Linked DNA regions of Oryctolagus cuniculus: region 2 is linked to region 1. A link is a contact called in public Micro-C data. All regions are on one chromosome and are shown on one strand. The core of a region is the stretch at or near the end of the contact, and the rest is flanking DNA. Distances in the headings are between cores, read along the strand shown. Region 1 has its middle 78 kb from the start of YWHAZ. Region 2 has its middle 140 kb from the start of YWHAZ.

What was found. Hi-C and Micro-C count contacts between places; a contact is called where the count stands out from the background.
Region 2: a contact with region 1 is called in a Micro-C map of ear pinna, with 5 times the contacts expected there. The contact joins two enhancer-like sites. A contact is called at or near these places in 3 of 6 Hi-C or Micro-C datasets (ear pinna, psoas muscle and an unstated tissue).

Annotation. Positions count from the first base shown.
Region 1 is chr6:126,283,742-126,287,236 of mOryCun1.1, forward strand. No RefSeq gene overlaps it. Among named protein-coding and RNA genes, the nearest start is that of YWHAZ, 78 kb to the right of the region's middle. Within about 2 kb of position 1,945, at least 6 of the 8 cell types and tissues checked have an H3K27ac peak or open chromatin away from gene starts, as enhancers often do. A contact at or near this core is called in ear pinna, where this site is marked.
Region 2 is chr6:126,499,391-126,502,885 of mOryCun1.1, forward strand. No RefSeq gene overlaps it. Among named protein-coding and RNA genes, the nearest start is that of YWHAZ, 140 kb to the left of the region's middle. Within about 2 kb of position 1,816, at least 7 of the 8 cell types and tissues checked have an H3K27ac peak or open chromatin away from gene starts, as enhancers often do. A contact at or near this core is called in ear pinna, where this site is marked.

The DNA.
Region 1 (3,495 bases), core at 695-3,194:
GGGGACACAGAACTACAGCAACCTCATACCCTGCTGGGGGAAGCCTACATTGCTCCAGCTTCTTTGGAAAACTGTTTTTGCCAGGCTCTGCTGACAGTGAACTGACACCCCCTGGGACCTGGCCGTGGCACCCCAAGTTATATCCCCTATGATGAATACACGAGATGCATACATGAGTACAAAACAAGAACACGTGTGTGCCATTGTTCTTTTCTTTTTTAAAAAAAATATTTATTTTATTTATTTGAAAGACAGAGTTACAGAGAGAGGTAGAGACAGAGACAGAGGTCTTCCATCCACTGGTTCACTCCCCACATGGCCAAAATGGCCAGAGCTGGGCTGATCCAAAGCCAGGAGCCAGGAGCCAAGAGCTTCATCCAGGTCTCCCATGTGGGTGCAGGGGCCCAAGGACTTGGACCATCTTCTACTGCTTTTCCAGGCCACAGCAGAGAGCTGGATCAGAAGAGGAGCGGCCGGGACTCGAACCGGCGCCCATATGGGATGCTGGAACTTCAGGCCAGGACTTTAACCCTCTGCGCCACAGCGCTGGCCCCTGTGTCATCATTCTTAACTGTCCCAGACAAGAAGAAACTCAGGGTCCATGGAGGTCAACTGGTGCAGGAAATCTCAGGACGGAATTTTATACTCCACGGAGAAGGAGCCACATGTCGCTCCTCACGTCAGCATAAATGATTGTCATTCATGTCAGCATGAATCAATGCAGTGTGGAACAGAGACAGGGACAGGAAGTCCAAGATCGGGAAGCCCAACTTGGAAAAACGTCCACAAAACAGGAGGAGCTGGTCTATGCCTCTGGAAGCCAGGACGGTAGCCGGCATTGGGGAGCAGGCGCAGGGAGCAGGGAGGACTTGGGGGCTGTGAGGCCTTGAACTTGAGCCGAGTGACATCTCCCTTGGCACTGTGCCATTTATGTATGATTTCTGCATGTCTCTTGAGCTATGTTATATGATTCAAAAATATGCATTTCATTTGTGTCCTAAATCCCTTCTGTTCCCTAAGTCCAAGGTTTCTGAACCTCGAAAGGCAAGGGGGGGCTCCTTTTTCCTCATCTGGCTCTCTTTTTTCCTCCGAAGCCCTAAGCCCCAAACAGCCTCCCTGAAAGGACAAAGAGAAAAGAAAATGGTGACGTATGTGAGGGGTGCAGGAGGAGAACTTCAGGTTAACTCTCAGAGGAGATTCTCCTGCTCGGTCAGTTTTTGTTCGCCTGTAGTAACCAGGAAATGGATGAGAAATCTAACTGTACCACAGAAGCCCCACTTTGTGACGGTGATGGCTGCTGACTGCGTGGAGGCTACAATGCCGGCATCCCACATCGCCGTGCAGGTCCAAGTCCACACTGCACCGCTTCTGGCCCAGCTCCCTGCTACTGCGCCTGAGAAAGCGGTGGAAGATGCACCAGGCGCTTGGGCCCCTGCATCCACATGGAGGCAGACAGAGCTCTGGGTACCTGCCTTCTGCCTGCACCAGCCCTGGCTATTGCGGCCATTTGGGGAGTGAACCAGTGAATTAAGATCTCTCTCTCTCTCTCTCTCTCTCTCTCTCTCTCCCCCCTCCCTCTCTTCCTTTCTTCCTCTCTCTCTCCCTCTCTTCTTCCCTCCCTGTCACTCTACCTTTCAAATAAATAATCCTTTAAAAAACAAAAAGGCAGCCTACAGTACTTTATATTAAAGACGATGCTATGCCCCCTAGAAATGAAAAGCCTGTACATTCATTCTCTGTCCAAGTGATTGAACCCACAGCCTCTCACTGTGAGGATGTACAGAAGGGGCACAGTCTAGAATTTTTTAAAAGGCGCTTATTTGAAGAGGATGGGCTAGGACTGCAGATACAATTCTTGCCACTAGATGTCTCTGAGACTTAAAGTAGCACACTCCTGGGGTTCTGGTCTATTTATACACACAGATCACCTACCTACTTGTTACTGAGTTTCATAATCCTCTTACATAACGCCGGCTGGCGGCTCCAGCTCCTCTCGGATGGGGCGATGGGCACCCCAAGGCCCCCATGCTCCCAAGCCGGCGCTGCAAGCACAGAGAGCCGGTCTGCCCCAGTGTGGCCAAGCAGAAAGAGCCCCCGATCCCGGCATCGGCCTCGTGAAAGATGCGAGACAAAGAGCCGGCTGACTGCAGCAGGCGACCCGCTGTGTGCAGAGACCACGCCACCCACATCTTACGGTGTGCAGCCAGCAGAGGCGCCGGTGGGCTGCCAGTCCTCGGCCCCGCGTGGCTCCCAGGGTGGCAGGCACTGCCCCAGACGCCTACGCCGGTCACACCTGGCCCTGCACACTCGGCGTCGCATCTGTCTGTAGTCTGTCTCTGCGGGGTTTGTGTACCCCGTCTGTCCTCCAGAGCAGACCAGACCAGACCAGAGGTGCCTGGAGGATAACCCAGACAGCACCATGCCCAGTTCTTGGTACACATGAAATGTTTTTTGGAAACCAGTGTGAGGTAATGCTAAATGTCTGAAAGGTGATTGACAGTTTCTGAATCTTTAAAACATAGCTCGTGTCCTCCACTAGTGAGCGCCCCCAAGCGGTCGTCTGGAGGTTGATTTCTGTGGTCACTTAAATCCTCCCCATTTCCCGGAAGGGTTAAGTGTGAGAACCCCGGAGTGGGATCGCCTGGATTACATCCCAGCTGTGTGACTCGGGGCAAGTGATGTCATCTTTCTCCGTCTCCGTTTTGGCTCCTGTACAACAGGAACAATGACCGTGCTGTTTCATGGGCTTGTTGCAAAGGTTAAATAAACTAATACCCACAGCGTGCTTTAGCACAGCTCCTGGGCCGCGTGGGAGGGAGATGAAGCGTGGTTAGGAGGCAACACCTCCGGTCCTGGGTAATGCAGACAAGTTACCCAGCCTGTCCCGGTCTCCGCTTCTTCCCCTTGGAAGTGAGGCCAGCAGTGCTCGTATCCTGCTGCCATTAGAGGAGCAAGCGAGACGGAAGGCGGCAAACACACAGTAGCTGGCTGTTAAGGGCAGTGGCCCTTCACCACTGAAGGCACTGAGCGCTCAGCCTGCGGACAGGCTGGGCGCGAGCTCAGGGACCCCTCGCTGCAGGTGCACCTGCGTTCAGGAGTCAGCCTCCTCCCCCAACCCCCCGGGAGTCTTGGGCTTCACGTCCGGGGATCCAGCCAGCCACAGGTGGAAAATGCAGTCAGGCCGGGAGTGCTGTGGCAGCGCTGAACACACACACACTCGCTTCTTTGTTGCTCATCCTGAACAGCTCTGTGTAACAGCTCTTTGCACCGCATGTGCGCATGTGCATCCTAAGCCGGTGTCGCAAGTCATCTGGAGCCGATGCAACGTATAGAGGCGGGTGTGCAAATGCGACACCACTGTTTGCTAGGAGGGACCTGAGCACCTGCGGACCCACGGGGGCCCCTGGACGCCTCCTCTTTAGATACCGAGGGGTGACAGGGTGGGCTGCCTTCTTCCTCCTCTGAGTGCTGACTTCTGTGGAGTTTTGTAAGGCA
Region 2 (3,495 bases), core at 566-3,065, 220 kb after region 1:
ACCACTCCCCTACACCAAGGGGGTGCCACTCAGCCCCTGGGGGAGAAGCCGCCTTCTGGGCTCACACACACCACCCCACTCCACCTTCCACCAGCCCGCTGGGAATGAGCCTCACTGAAGGTGCCTACGGTCACCTGTGGATCAGACACCTTGCCTGTCCTCACAGCCTTTCAGAGCGCCTCGAAACTGCCCCATCTAAACACCAGCTGGCAAAGGCCTGAAGAATCATAAACCCGCCAAAAAACAAACAGACCCAACCTGTGCGCCCAGAGGCAGGGAGCCGGAAGGAACGCACACAGCTCAGATGGGTCAGGAGAGCGGGGAGCCCCTCCCCCACTACAACAGGAGGTTGGTTAAGGTCAGCAGTGCGACCCCAGGCCTAGGAGCCAGGGGCTTTGCCTCTTCCTCGCAGTGTGGTCTTGGGTAAGTCTCAGCCTCTCTGGTCACCACAGCCCAGCCAAATGCCCACAACCCATCTCAGCATGGAGTGATAGCAAAAATTAGATGAATTAACTCCAGGAAAGTGGAAAGTGGTCACACTAGCTACTGCACACAAAAAAATGTTAACCATTATGATCATTCATGAGGACACGCAAGGCCCAGGTCTGACAGCCAATCAGGAGAGAAGAGGTGTGGTTACCAGCTCCAGGAGGCCAGGGTTGCAATGGGGGACAGGCTTGGTACCTACACCCACCCCTGCCTCAGTTTCCTTCTTTGGAGAGTGGAGATTACACAATACAACACTTGAAATTTCTTCATAGGATATGTGCTATGAAGTAAGTGTAGGCTGGGTATTTATACCACATTCTCTCTATAGGGAAACTGAGGCAGGTTATAACCTCATCCAGAGAAGTAGAAATGCTGAGATTTGAGCCAACGTAATCTACCTCCAGGCCTTCAAATTGTTGGAAATGTATTTCTTATTCCCCGTTTTTCATTTTGGGCTGCTAACAAGATAAGATGACATTTGCCAAGCGAAGGGATAAATTTGTCTTAAACCTAATTTTCAGCGATTTTTTTCTCTATCCTCTTTTGATAGACTAGCAGCCTTTAAACGAGAGATTATATAAAAATCCACCCCAACCGACACGTATCCAGACATCACAAACTCTCCCGCCTCTGAGGGAGAGACAGGCGTACATTCACGCACCAAACCGGAACAAGGTCAGAGGCGCACCAGCGGGGCCGATGCCGCTTGCCCCTGCGGTATTCCATGGCACCGGGGGCCCGGGGAGGCTGAAAGGCAGCGTGGGAATTGCGGAGTGGGTTGGGTTCGGACTTATAAACGCGGCCCCCCCGAGGCCCAGGCTCGACCCGCACCTCCGCCAGCCGCGGACAGAGTGATCCATTGTCATTCAGCGGCACCCCCCACAGCACCCCTGACTCTCAAAGCTTCCTGCACCAACCCCCGGGGGCTTTCCCCAGGACTCTGGAATCTCATCCCCGGCGAACGGGGCCCTCCAGAGGCCCCCAGCCCTCGGGCAGGTGGGGGTACACGAAGTAGCAATGGCACCTCCTTCCCGGGCCACGGGGCTGCAGGGCCCTGGCGAGCAGCGCTTAAAAAATCGGGGTCCCCGGGGAGGGGGTGGGGGGCAGCGGCTGCGTCGTCGCCTTCTGATCTGCTCAGGGTGAATGTGGCCTGAGTCCCGACTGTCCCCAAAGGGCTGGGTGGTACATAGGCCACCGCTCCCCGGCTTTTGTCCCTTCGGTCGGGTCAGCCAGGGCAGCTTCGGGACGGGGCGCATCCCACCCGGGGCCCACGTGGCCTCCCGCCAGCCTCCCGCCAGCCGTGACTCAGCCTCGGCAGCTCCGCACAGGCGGGGCGCCGAACAAAGGAGCGCCCGGCTCGGCTCGGCTCGGCTCGGCTCGAACGCGCCCTCCCCGGGCCGCGCCGCACCTGCAGGGCCTCCGCGGCCCCCTCCTCTGTTCTCTCCTCCCCTCTCCCCTCCCGGAGGCGGCGCTGGCTGTTGCCGGGCAGGCTGCGCCCGCGGCGGCTGCAGTTGGCTCCGGGCCGCCCCCGGCCGCCGCCCCCGCGCCGTGAGTCACCCCCGCCCGCCGAGCGGGCCGCCGCCCCGCCGCTCGCGCGCCTCTGCGCCTGCGCGATCCGCGCCCCCCTGCTGCGCGCGGGCGGGAACCCCGGGGGCGCCGGGCCCGGCCTTGGGGTACCGGGATGGCCTGGGGGCCCTGAGATGCGGCCGCCCCGCTCCGTCCAGCACCGGCGACCCGGACGCCAGGTTGTCACCGAGCGTCCCCGCCTCCCTGGCACTGCTCCGACGCTGCCGGTGGCTCTCCCTGGGCGGCCGCCTCCGCTCTTCCAGCTCCCGGGCCGGTGGTTCTCAGGGTTGCTGCCCACACGGATCACCTGGGGAGCTGTAAGAACCCACCCCGCTGCCGAAGACCTGGGCGTCTTGTGTGGTTCCCCGGGTGCCTCCAGTGTGCAGCCACCCGGCCACCGGGACGTGGGCTTTCCCTGTCCCTGGGACCTTGTTGGAATGCTGTTCTTGGTGTGTCAAATGGGGTCGGGGGAGCAGTAGGAACTCAGCTCTGCTGCAGACAGACCGACCGTATGGCGAGGGGATGCCGCGAGCAGAGCAGCGGATCCCCCCACCCCCACCCCCACTCTGGCGGCCCTGTTGGCGGCCAGGGGATGCCAGGAAGCAGAGAAAGGAAACTTCCAGATCCTCCCCTCTCTCCTGGGAGCCCTGGGCTGAAAGCAGTAACACTCCACTCTGTCTCCAGGGGATCGGAAGGCCGGAAGGGGTGGGGGTGGGGCTGACAAGGAGGGTCTGGGCCAGAGCTCCCAGCAGGGTGGGCGCTAAGGATCTGGGTCCCTGGAGACAGGCGCTGTGGTCGACCTGAGCAGGTGAGAAGACCCGCAGCTAGAGAGCAGGGTCAAAATGCAAGAGTGGGCAGGAGGAGGAAGGGGCGGGGCTGTTTGGTGCCTGAGATGCTGCAAACCAAACCCTCCCCCGCCCCGCCCACCCAGGGTGCCCGATTGAGTTCTGGCTCCTCTGCTTCTGATGCAGCTTCCTGCTGATGTTCACCCAGGCAAGCAGCAGGTGATGGCCCGAGGATTTGGGTCCCTGTCACCCACATGGGGGGCCTGGGTGGACCTGTGGGCTCCTGGCTTTGGCCTGATCCAGCTGACTTTCAGATATGTAGAGAGAAAGGAAGGCAGAGGGGTGGAGCCGGGAGAGGGGAGCCACCGTATGTGGGAGCCTCACTTCTAGGTGTCGCCCCCTCCCCTAGAACAGCGCAGCTTTCCCTAAGGCCGGCTGGGGCAGGACCTCCGCCCTGGGCCCTTGCTGGATGTGCGAGCTTGGGCAAAGGTGCCCGACGCTCTCAGGGCCCCAGTGGCTTCCTCTGTGCAATAGAGTCCATGTCCTGACTGCTGCTTAGGATGGCTGTGAGGACAGACAGGACCGCTGGACAGCTCTCGGATCAGCGTGGCCACAGCCACGGCCACACGGCAAGCCTTCCTTGGCGGGTTGCTCT